Linked DNA regions of Rattus norvegicus: region 2 is linked to region 1. Evidence: chromatin contacts called from public HiChIP or PLAC-seq data. All regions are on one chromosome and are shown on one strand. The core of a region is the stretch at or near the end of the contact, and the rest is flanking DNA. Distances in the headings are between cores, read along the strand shown.

Region 1 (3,053 bases), core at 205-2,704:
AAGCAAAATACCCAAAACAAAACCAAAAATTGATACAAAACATAACAATGGTATCTGAAATGGCAGATAATCAATAAAATGAGCCCTTCCCACAGAATTTGGAAGTTCGATGGTCAGAAATGACACAGAATGCCATTCAGAGGTAAAGGAAGAATTGGGAGCTGTCTGAATATGGCTAGGTGAAATTGGGCCAGGAAGCGTTAGTGAACCCCAAAAGACCACCCAGGAGCCATCTCCGATGTAACAACATTAGGGTCTCTTTATTACTAGCTCTGGCTTGGGCTCTCCTCCAACCCAACCCTGACACAGCAGGACAGGAAGGGAAGGTGGGAAAGGAAGGCTGAGCAGCCTCGAACCCTCAGCAAGACAAGTTTTTATAGGAAAATAGGAGCGAGTGAGGGGCTGAGGGAGGGAGTGTCCAGTCTGGCAAGCATCTAATAGAATGACTATAGTTCAACAAATGAGTGCTCTGAAGCAAGACCATATACAATCGCAAACGGTCTGTAAGTACATCTGAAACAATCAGACTAATCTTTGATTGACTGTTGTTAGGAAGTAGCTAGGGAAGAAACTCACGTGGGTGCAGCTTGGGTGTTGCTGTAGGTCAAGTTCTCAGGCTTTTTTTCTTTTAAGATGGAGGCCAGTCCCAAGCTGGAATGGGTTTGGTCTCTCAAAGTAACTCACTTTTCACTCAGAAGTCTAGAACGATGGTAAATTAAGAAATTCCAGCAAAGTGGTGCGCACTGCCGATGAAAGTGGGAGAGAGAAGGCAGGCACGGGGGTGTGGTGGGGGAGATCAATTCCTTGGGCCTTGCAAGATGGTTCAGGTATAAAGTTACCGACCACCAAAAAACTCGAGTTCAAGATCGGGACCCACATGGTTAGGATAGATCAATTCCTGCTGTCCTCTGCTCTCCATACGGTGTACCTCAATACCACACATAAATACCTGAATGTAATCTAAAAAATTAAATAGAAAATGCCTCTCCCTTTCACGGCAGCAATTAGGGCATTATAGATCCTAGTTATGACATGGGTTACACTGCGCATACATGTTTGTTTTACTTGGGAATGAAAAATAATGTCTAAGCGGGTTTGAAATTCCTTTTCTGGATCCTGTGCCCTTCAGCTTACGTGGCAACCCACGCGGGTAACCCACTTCAGATATGGGGGCCAGTTGTGTGGACTCTCGCTGGTGAAAAGGCATAATGGCTACTCGCCTCCTCTGTACCTCTCTCGGGCCTGGGGCCACATGAACACACAGTCTCTCAGAACTATCAAAGGTGTCTTTTCCGAAATCCGGTCTCTATTGGTCCGCTTCTTCCGCCCTTCCCCGGAAGAGTGGGGCCAAGGGCGGGCTCTACAAGGAGAGTTCGCCAATGAGAATTGCAGAGGGTTCTGTTCTTCCGTGTGTGCGCTCCAGTTGGGTCCGCTTCCTGCGGAGAGAAGAGGGGGAGAACTTACTGCCTACAGACCCTGGCGTTTGGGGCGGAACGCGCTTGCACGCTCTTCTGCACCTGCGGGTGAGCACTGCACACGCACCCCTACACCGGATGCAACGCAGGGACCGCGGGAGTGCTCTTGAAACTAGGAGAGGTGCTTCAGGGGACCTGGATGCCTGTACTTCTCTGCTTCCCCTTCCTGTCATGCTTTACTAGAAGACATGGCTAAGCTGTCAGCCATCTATCCTGCCCTTATCTCTAAGCATGGGTCGAACTCATTTCATTCAAGGAATATCGAGGACAACTTGTATTGGACATAGACTGCAGTACTCTTTACTCAGTCTACCTAGTGAATCCTAAAGCGGTTTTCATTCTCCGTGTGTGACCTGTTGACGGTCTCGGTTAGTAAGATGGGTCTCCAGTCAATGTCTGCTTCAAAGCCATTTCCCCTTTTTCTTGTGCCTCCATACAGGTGAGATTTATATAGAGAGAAGTGCTTAAATCCTCTGGGACCCCTTGTCCTCGTGATAATAGTCTTATCCTAACACGGGCTGCAAAGCTTTGCTGATCAATCATTTACTCATTTCTGCCAGTTTTCATTTCCTGCTCTCCTGTTTTCTCCAGCTACTGAAGTGTTTTATTGTTCTGTGATGCTGAGGGTCAAATTCAATGTACTTTTCCACGTTGGACATTTGCTTTACTACCAAATCACATTTTCAGCCCAATCACCGAACTTGTGATTCCTCTAACGTGTCTACCTCTAGCCAGAAGTAGTTTTCCCATGTCTAAGTTATTCATCCTTGAGTTTCATCCTGGAAGTCATTTCCTCTAGAAAGTCTTGACAGATTATCCCTGCCTCTGTGTTTCCAGCTGTCTGCAGTAATGTGGTAAACTCCTTGTTTACTTGCCTAGAGTGTAAACTTCATGAGGGCAGGAGTTGTTTCTAGCCTGGTCTTTCCATGTATACCTTAACATAGTAGCTGGCACATAACACAGTAACCACTTGTTAATGAATACACAGAAAAGAGGCTTTTAGCTCCTTTACATTGCATCGTCATAAACTTTTTGCAAAAGTGAACATTGTCTCTATTGACCTTTCCTGAGTCCCCCCCTTGCTGCATTCTGTAGGGCTCTGAAACAGATGATCTTGGGGAAACAGTCTGAGCAAATATACCTCACATTGGATGTTGCTGACTAAGTGGCCTCATACCCCACAGACTCATCTTTTACCTCAACCTACATGCGCTTTGTGCTACAGCTACACTGAGCTTCTCAGTTCCTCCCACGTGTCAAACCTTTGTGTTCTTGGGTTCTCTTCCAAGTGTTCAACTTTACTCTTCTGAAGGAAAGAAGAAAGGCTGCTTCTTTGTTTGGTGTTTTTGTTTGCTTGTTTTATTTTGAGGTAGATCAGAAATGGCTTCTCCAAAAAGATGGCATTTCATTTAACTTGCATTCCACTAGCAGACTCCATTGAGCTTAGATACTTTTATCTCAATTCATCACACCATTTCACAGGCTCTTTCTCTGTCAGACCAAGTGCTCAGGGCACCCATGCTAAATCAAGCCTACCATCTGACATTAAAGAACTTAGTCTCCTCAGGGAAACAGGCA
Region 2 (3,027 bases), core at 93-2,592, 130 kb after region 1:
CCAGAACCTTGGCAAGTCTCTGCACCATGCTCCTCTGGCCTGAATGAGGCAGGTAAAGGCCGGGATGAGGACTTGCTAACGCTCATAAAATGTTAGAAGATGGGATTTGGAAACCGGAGCAGTACAGAGTATCAGTCAGAGCAACGAATTTCCGTGGCAGAAGAGCCTCCTTCATATTCAGACACCACAGCGGCCATTTTTGAAGTCCAGAAAAAAACAGCTATGCCGTTGAGCACTGTGCACTTGCTACAGTTCTCTGCCTTCACCTACTAGCTCACTTGAGCTTCCCAACCATCCTTGCCATCATTCCTATTTTAAAGACAGTTTGGAAATGGGCCTGGAGAGGGCCAAACTACATAGACCCCCTTGATTACAAAGCAATGAGGGCGGGATCCACACCTAGCCACCTCAGCTCTTTTCCAAGAGCTTGAAAAAGACCCAATGCCAGTTGGGTGTAGTGGCACCATATTTAATCCTAGCACTCGGAAGGCAGAGGCAGGCAGAGCTCTGTGAATTGGAGACTAGCCTGGTCTACCTAACAAGCTTCAGGCCAGCCAGGCCTATACAGTGAGACTGTCCCCAAAAGAAAACCAGCCTGGGCAGTGGTAACTCATGCCTTTAATCCCAGTACTCTGGGGGCAGAGGCAGGTGGCTCTCTGACTTCAAAGTTACAGGATGGCCAGGGCTACACAGAGAAACCCTGTCATGGAAAAACAGAGCAACCAAATGAAAAAACACCACACGATGTGCAGGATCAGGCGGCTCAGATTTGTAACTGTGAAGGCGGAGACAAACACTACTAGTTTTTGCAGACCCCCAGGTGATCCCCAATTTTGCCAGCTACTGCAAACCTCTCTGCATCTCCAGACACCCCGTTAATGGAGACCTTGAAGAATACTTTACAGCTGGACGAACTGAGAGGAACAGGGACAAGTGACACATCCCTGTATGTGACAGAGTTCAGACGAATTCAGGTGTCTTCCTTCTCTTATTAAGAACGACTTATTTATGAGCAGGTGCCTTAGCCCTTCCCCCATCCGCTCGCACCTGTTGCTGCGCAACTAGGGCTGGCACACCTAGAGTGGAAGCCTTGGCCTCTTGTGTTTCTCCTCTGGCTCATCCCTCTCTCCAAGCCCTGACACAGATCTTACAAGAGGGTCAAGTGTACAGTCCCTCTCAAGTTCCCCTTGATGCACCCACCTGTTCACACCTGTTGTGGATACCGCTGCCACAAATGCCCCGCTGCTACTCGATGAAGATGCTACCCGAGCTGGTCGCACCTGCGCTTTGCATACCCCCAGAGAGCCTGAGGCATTTCACTCCCCAGGCTCAGCGCACTGCCTGGGGCCTAACTGCCCCCGGGCCCCGCCCTCCAGACCAACTCACTCCCAGGGAGGGGGCGTGGCGTGGAAAAATTCAATGACTGAGCCATGCTGGGATTTGTAGTCTGCAGTTCTAGACTGGGCAGAAGCAGCCCGGAATGACAGTCCTGTGTGAACCCCAGGAAAGGTAAGACACATTTTATTTTCTTCCTTTTCTCTTTAGATCTGCCTATATTTCCAGGGCTGTCCTCAAATGGTCTACTGAGCAGCTGAGACTACAGATGTGTACCACCACAGATTTTTCTATTATTTCTACTTTTTAGAAAATACGTTTCCCCTATTGGTACAAAAGATATATTCCAGGACCTGCTAAATACCTATCTACACTCCATCCCTGACATAAAAGACTGTGTGGCTGGAGGGTTGGGGAGATCCCTCAGTCAATAAAGTGTTACACGAGGAATGGAGTTCAGATTCCCAGAAGCTGCATTATAAAAGCCAATATGGCAGTCCTGGAGAGGAAGAGACAGTTGGATCCCTGGAACTCACTGGCCTTCCAGCCTCACCTGACTGTGACTCCTAAGTCACCTTGTCTCAGAAAATATGGTGGATGGCCATGGAGGAAGGGTAGCTGAGGTTGACCTGTGCATACACATACTCATGCACCCCCACACATATCATCATCATCATCATAGAGAGAGAGAGAGATCATGGCCCCAAAGGGCTGTAGCTGTGTATATACAGTTGCTGAACAAACTGCCCCAGTGATACTCAAGGACATGATGGTGAGTTCAGCAGAAGCTGGGCCTGGTTGTATAGATCTCCAGTCCCCAGGAACCTGGTAGGCTGAGATGCAGGATGTTCAAGGCTAGCCTGAATGGAATGAGTTCAAGGCCAATCTGGGCAACTTAGAACCTGTCTCAAATTTTTAAAAAGAAAAAAAGAGGAGGAGAAGGAGGAGACTGGAGACAGAGCTCACTGTAGAGGACTTGCCCAGCATTGGTGAGACCCTAGGTTTCATCTCCAGTGCTAAAGCAAAAACAAAAACAAGACCAATTTCCACTGAACAGGTGGCCAGCCTGAAGCCACAGCTACTTAGGAGTCCCAGTCTAGCAATGGTTCTCAACCTTCCTAACGCTATGATCCTTCAATATAGTTCCTCACTTTGTGGTGACCCTGACCATAAAATTATTTTGTTGCTACTTCCTAACTGTATTTTTGCTACTATTATCAAATGTAATGTAAATGTCTGATATGGAGAATATCTGACAACCCCCAAAGAGGTCATGACCCACGGGCTGAGAACCACTGGTCTAGAGGATGCCTTAAGCTCAGGAGAGTCGGGGAATTCAAGACTAGCCTGGTCTACATAGCAAGTATAATAATAATAATAATAATAATAATAATAATAATAATAATAATAATAAATAGAAAAAATTTCTGGGTCATCAAGATGGCTCATCAGGCAAAGGTGCCTGCCACCAAATCCGATGACCTGAATTGTCATCCCCAGGACTCACCAAGAGAAAGAGAATGAATTCTCACAAGTTGCCTCTGACCTCCACAAACGTAGGGTTACACCTGTGCACACTCATGTATACACAGAGATATATGTAATTTTAATTTTTAAAAAAGTCTGCTGGGTTCGGTCCCCAGCTCCGAAAAAAAAGAACCAAAAGAAAAAAAAAAGTCTGTTTCCAGGGGA

The links. HiChIP or PLAC-seq counts read pairs in DNA pulled down with a chosen protein or histone mark.
Region 2: an H3K27ac HiChIP or PLAC-seq map of oligodendrocytes shows a contact between it and region 1, with 2.8 times the contacts expected there. The contact joins the promoter of Plekhb1 here to the promoter of Coa4 in region 1. A contact is called at or near these places in 1 of 12 Hi-C or Micro-C datasets (hepatocytes) and 1 of 1 datasets of contacts at active chromatin or transcription factors (oligodendrocytes).

Annotation. Positions count from the first base shown.
Region 1 is chr1:164,292,888-164,295,940 of GRCr8, forward strand. Coa4 (cytochrome c oxidase assembly factor 4 homolog) reads left to right here and starts at 1,455. Exons shown (of 2, transcript NM_001127655.1): 1 at 1,455-1,523.
Region 2 is chr1:164,423,830-164,426,856 of GRCr8, forward strand. Plekhb1 (pleckstrin homology domain containing B1) reads right to left here and starts at 1,343. Exons shown (of 8, transcript NM_172033.2): 1 at 1,201-1,343.